Linked DNA regions of Dromaius novaehollandiae: region 2 is linked to region 1. A link is a contact called in public Hi-C data. All regions are on one chromosome and are shown on one strand. Each heading gives the region's core, a stretch centred on a gene start, on an enhancer-like site or on the middle of the called end of the contact. The rest is flanking DNA. Distances are from core to core; before and after follow the strand shown.

Region 1 (2,700 bases), core at 107-2,606:
CTAATTAGAAATCAGCTTCTCCTAATAATGTATAATATAATATAATATATGTATAATCCTATTTAGCCTGTCCTAAGCACAGAAGGAGATTGGGTATCATTACTGATTACTTATGCAAGGTAGTCTGCAAATACAAAAGGGATTAAAATAGTCTCTCGATCCTACACAGTGAAAGAATTCACTGACACGAAGGTTAAATTCAAACCTTGAGTTCACTGGACTGTAAGTTGAGCCCGTTGTTTTGAAAGACCAAAAAAAGCAAAATTGTTGCCCTTTGCAGTCCATAGGTTTCTTGAGTGCTCAGGAACTGCATATTGTTTGCTTACCAACAGGCAATGTGTTGCTAGAAAAAAAAACTTTCCTCCTTCGTTTCTTCGCTGTGATGTTGACTCTACCCCATTTCTGTATTATTCAAACAATAATACAAGATACAGTTTTCCTTCTAGATCCTTTCATTTGATTTGAATGCCACTTTATCACAAGGACATGTTAGAGGACCAGTTTCAAAAAGAAGTTCTGCCAAAGCTGTCGTCAGCTGCTTAGGGAGTATCCAGACTACCGTCTGCTGTTATCAGTAGATATTTCTGAGGTATTTGTTGTAACACAAATTGAATTTTCAGTCACCGAATATGCCCTAAAAAATGCATTCCATATTGAGAATTATTTATGAACTGTCTGTCTAGAAAACAAGTAAGCTTCTTCTGAAGGAAAAAAGAAGTTGTCCATACTGATAGCAGCAATAAGTAATAATGAATAACATAAAATACTGACCAAGATATTTTTTTTCCTTTTTTTTAAATATAACTATGCATAGTCTTAGCTAATTATGAAATGTTACCAAGAGTAAGTAGAATATGATACTCCTAAATCAGAATGGTTCTGTCAGGGTGAAGTACCAGGAGCAAAATGTTTTTGATTGTTTGTTTTAGCTCAGACTTTTATATAAATCAGCCTCCGAAAAGCACTACTTTTTTCTCTGTGGATATGGCATATAATACGGTGATCCTTAAAACTTCCCGTTCGTTTCTGCCTAATCTTACACAGCTGTCTCACAAGATCCCCTGTGTTGGAATCGGCATCTTGCAGCAAAAGTAGAAGTTACAGGTCTTTACTTCAATGATTTCTGTTTGTTGGAAAAACCTTCTAATGTGTTTATTTGTTCACCAGGAGATGTAGTTACGGGCAGCGATGCTCAGGTGCCTGGCCCTGCGCCACATCCCCCAGCCCAACCAGGTACGGCTGCTGTGGCAGCGGGGAGCATTTCGGAGCCAGCGGCATCGGCCACCCAGTGTCTCTCATGGGGGGTTTCCATCTCCAGCTCACTGCCATTGTCCATCCACCGAGCGGCACTGTTGTGTAGAAAACAAAAAAAGCAGCTTCACTTCTTCCCTCCCTGGCTCTGAGGAGTGTGGCTGAGACTCCCCCATTGCCTTCCTTGTCTGCCAGCATCCGTCTTTGTTAAAAACCTGTGTTCTCCGTGTAGTTTGTGCTCAACTTCACACTTTGTCACGTGTGGCCCTCTGACCATGAGTGTCGCTTTTAGTTGCAGAGCTTCCCCGCGGTTGCATTCGAGGCAGGTATTTTGGGCTGAGCATCTGCTTTTATGCTCTTAACTAAAGAGGAGCTAAGGTGCCTCAGTCTGCAATACTAACGCACGTGTATTTGCGCGATGAGTTGGTTTAAATAAATAAAAGCATACCTGTGATGCAAGCCTTCCTTCCAGTTTCAGTGTAGGGAAAAAAGGAGAAACTGTAATTTGTCTGAAGTTTAAAAGTTTTATAAAAATCGTACCATTTTTTTTGCAAACTTTAACACTCTGCATCCTGACTATGGCAAATACAGAGTAACAGATCAGCAGATCTGAGTGGTCTTGAATTACAGCCTGTGCCTGACTTGTTCCTTTTGGTATCTTGTCCTTCACTGTCCTTCAGCTGTGAAAGCTGTTCTTTTCCCCTGGAAGGGCTGAACTGGGGGTCAGCCTCAGTTTGGTGTGTTTTTGTCCGTGTCTTTGTCTGACTCAGATGACCTAGATTTTAGCAGAGGCCTCCAGAGGCCCCTGCAACTTAATGTGAACCTAGTAAGACCTACAGCTGTTTTTTCTTTTTTCTAATTCTTCCCCCCCCCCCTTGTCAACATCTTTTACTTTATCCTCATTATAGATCACATTAAATTTAAACCTTCCTTGTTTCCAAGAGCCGGCCTACCCCACCCCTGCCCTGCCAGCAGTACCACCAGTTCAGTTCTTTTCCCACTACCACATCTGTTGTGCGTTTTCCAAATGGTTTTGATGCAGCCTTTGTAACCCTGGGGTCAGGCAGAGCCCCAGCAACCTTTAGCAATAGGCAAGTAGTGAGCCAGCTAGAAGCCAGCACATGGAGTGATGCTGCTCCTTTCTGTCTCAGAAGGATATATATTTTTAGCGCACCAAATACTGGGAATTGTTGCTGTGAACTATTTTTGTGTGCATAATACATTGTTTAAGACATCCTATGTGGTATTGTGTGCTGGTGACTTACCTCAGGAGTCCTTAGCTTTTTGTTCGGTGTTCCTTAGAGGCATTTATTCCATTTTCATATTTGCATTTTTTCAGCCTGTTTTGTATAGGCTTTAGGACCCTCTGGTTTATGTTTACATAGTCAGAGATTACATTAGGAACATGCTACTTTAATCTTCTTTTAATGAGGTATAATGTATTTATCT
Region 2 (2,700 bases), core at 37-2,536, 200 kb after region 1:
CCTCACCCCCTTCCTGGGGGGCTTTGAGGGGTCCCCCCTCCGCTCAGAGCGGCACTGCTGCTTGCCAGGCGCACCGCGGCTCAACGCGGCTCGCTTGAAGCGCGCGGCAAGTCCTGCTCGTCCCTCCCCGCGGGGCGCCAGGCGCCCCACGCCGCGCACCTCAGCCGTCCGCCCCGGGCGGCCCGGCAGCGGCTCCGCGGCGGGAGGCGGTAACGGCGGTCGCGGGGGCGGGCGGGGGCCCAACGGCCGTTCCCGCGCGCCGCGGCAGGGGGAAGGGGCGGGGCCGGCGCCTCGCGCCTCGGCCCGCGGCGGAGGCGATTCGCGGGTGTCTGGTGCGCTTGTTTGCCCCCAAAATGTGGCTGTAAGACACGCAGAGGCCAGCTTGTGTGGGGGGAACAGTATAAGGAGTTGCGTGTGTGTATCGTCTATCTCCAGATCCGGTTGGATTTTGCAGTAGCTTCATGTTTTGCGGTTAGATTGAATAAAGGAAAATTAAACACCACAGTTTGAGCAGTTGGCCCTCTGAGTGAAATTCAGATACCTGAGTCAGATGGCAGGGCTCTATATTCAGGGCATGGGCAAAAGGGGGAATCAGAGAATCGGGAGTCAGAAGAGCCGCGCGGATCAGGGAGACACCTAAGACAGCACAGTGCCTGACCCCAGGCTTTCAACTGGAGTGCTTAATACAGTCAAAAATGGAAGCACTACGCTTTTTATTTAGGTTCTCCGCATTGCCCTCTGGAGACCGCTGACTCTATCAGGGATAAGACATCTATCTTAGATGCTTAAAATAAGATGGTATAAATACCCCCCTTTGATGTGCTGATGCACGGAGTCACGCAGTGGAAACACTGCGGAGATGAGTCCGCTTTCAGCCCAGTTCCCCGGCTCCAGGGCCCTTCCCAAGACTGCGGAGGAGGAGTGTCTCAGCGCGCGGCCCACAGCACTTCCACCTCCTCCTCCAGGGCGCCGAGGGGCCGCTCGCTCCTCTGGTCTGACGCCCCGGGAGCTGTAACTGTGATGCCTCCTTCTGCAGCTGTTCAGTGCCAGGACCACTTGGGGTGTGAGAGCCCTCATTTCTATCTCCTTTTTTTGCTGAGGGGACTCAAATACATGTCCCTGCTACCAATAGACAGCCACCAACTCACAGGGTATTTTTGGTGAGAGCATTTTCCCACAGAGGCTGTGCCACACGCACTGTAAAAGGGAATTCAAGAGACACTGGGCCAGAAAGAAGTGGGAATGTGACTGCAGTTGAGTGGTAATCTGTTCATGAGTGTTACTAAATGACGGTCTTGGCAGCAAGGAAGGGACCAAACACCCCTGAGGTGAGAGGGCTAACTACTAGGATACAGAGACTCACTTTCCTTTCCTTGGGCTGTGTTTTGTATCATGGGAGTGCCTCACCACTCCCAAAGAACAAATCTGCTTAAGGTGCTTAATAATTACATACTATAAATCATTAATCTCCCGTCCATGACTTGAAGGCAATATATCGCCTACAAGTCCTGACAGTGTTGTTTGTCACCATAGGAAGAGGGACCATGAAGTACGATCCAGCTTGGAGGAACATATGATCCTATTTATAGGATATTACTTACTCAGTATCATTTATCAGGGTCAGTCAAGGTCAAGGAAGTCCAGAACCTGGCACGGCTACATCACGCGTGCATATGGTGCCTAACTGTAATCAAATTATTAACATTGCTAAAGTGAATGAAAATGTAAACATTTGCAGGATCTGAACTATAAACTGTAAAGGACAGTGATATTAAACTTAAGATCTGAAATAGCCAAAGTTTATGTTTGTGATGAGCTAGAGAGACAGTCATTTTACCATTTGTCCTCCTCTGAATATCTGCTTTTGCCTGACCATTTAAGTGGGAAAAGGGTCTTCACTGTTAAATGAACTTCTGGTATTGTACCTGCAGGTGTACACATCACAAACCATCCCTGCTGGAGATTCTTTGTCATTAGCATCATCACCATTTCTTCTGGAGGATAAGATTTACAAGCAACAGGTAAAAAATGTTATTAGAATCATCTGTCACAGAGCATTGTGAGGAAGAAGATACACGTTTTCAGCCATTTAGCTACTTAAGATGCACGTTACTAAGCCACCAATTTTCAGGCCTTTAGCGAGATGTGAACAATCCTTTCTCAAGGAAAAAAATAAAGCTTCTATTTCCCGCTCTACTTATCTGTCCAACCTGTACAGAAACAGGATAACTCCACCGAACAAAAAAAGTCAGTTAACTTTAGCCTTGGCAGTTCTTTAGTTAAGGACATTGTCGGACTTTTTTGAGTGGAAAGCTGTAGATACATGTCTCCTAAAGCCTTCTGGCCATAAAAGTGATGATTTCATACAAAAGGACTGATAAAACTTCCAAACCTCATCTTAAATCTGCAAGTCAGTATAATAGTACTGGCATTATGCTTATTCTGCCCCATAGATGCTTAAGTACTGATAAAGACGTGGGTATCAGATACTAAACTAGAAAGGCTGTGCAGGCTGATGGCGGTAGCAAATGATTTTTTCACCAGTTCTGAGATTTCTTCCATGACTCTTCATTCCCTGATTTTTATTATTGCCCCATTCTGTTTTACCAAATGCCCTTACTTTACTAAAGTGTTTATTCAGGGGCATTTTGAATTAAGTTAAAAACTATTTCCATTTACAAAATGAAGAATTCCTTATAA

Evidence for each region. A called contact is a pair of places that touch in the nucleus more often than the background predicts.
Region 2: a Hi-C map of liver shows a contact between it and region 1, with 5 times the contacts expected there. The contact joins the promoter of DAZL here to the enhancer-like site in region 1. A contact is called at or near these places in 2 of 4 Hi-C or Micro-C datasets (brain and liver).

Annotation. Positions count from the first base shown.
Region 1 is chr2:35,670,010-35,672,709 of bDroNov1.hap1, forward strand. The region is part of intron 17 of TBC1D5 (TBC1 domain family member 5); the gene reads left to right. Among named protein-coding and RNA genes, the nearest start is that of DAZL, 200 kb to the right of the region's middle. Within about 2 kb of position 1,357, at least 2 of the 2 cell types and tissues checked have open chromatin away from gene starts, as enhancers often do.
Region 2 is chr2:35,871,614-35,874,313 of bDroNov1.hap1, forward strand. DAZL (deleted in azoospermia like) reads left to right here and starts at 1,287. Exons shown (of 12, transcript XM_064505457.1): 1 at 1,287-1,328; 2 at 1,932-2,021. The coding sequence starts at 1,287. The region is part of intron 1 of PLCL2 (phospholipase C like 2); the gene reads right to left.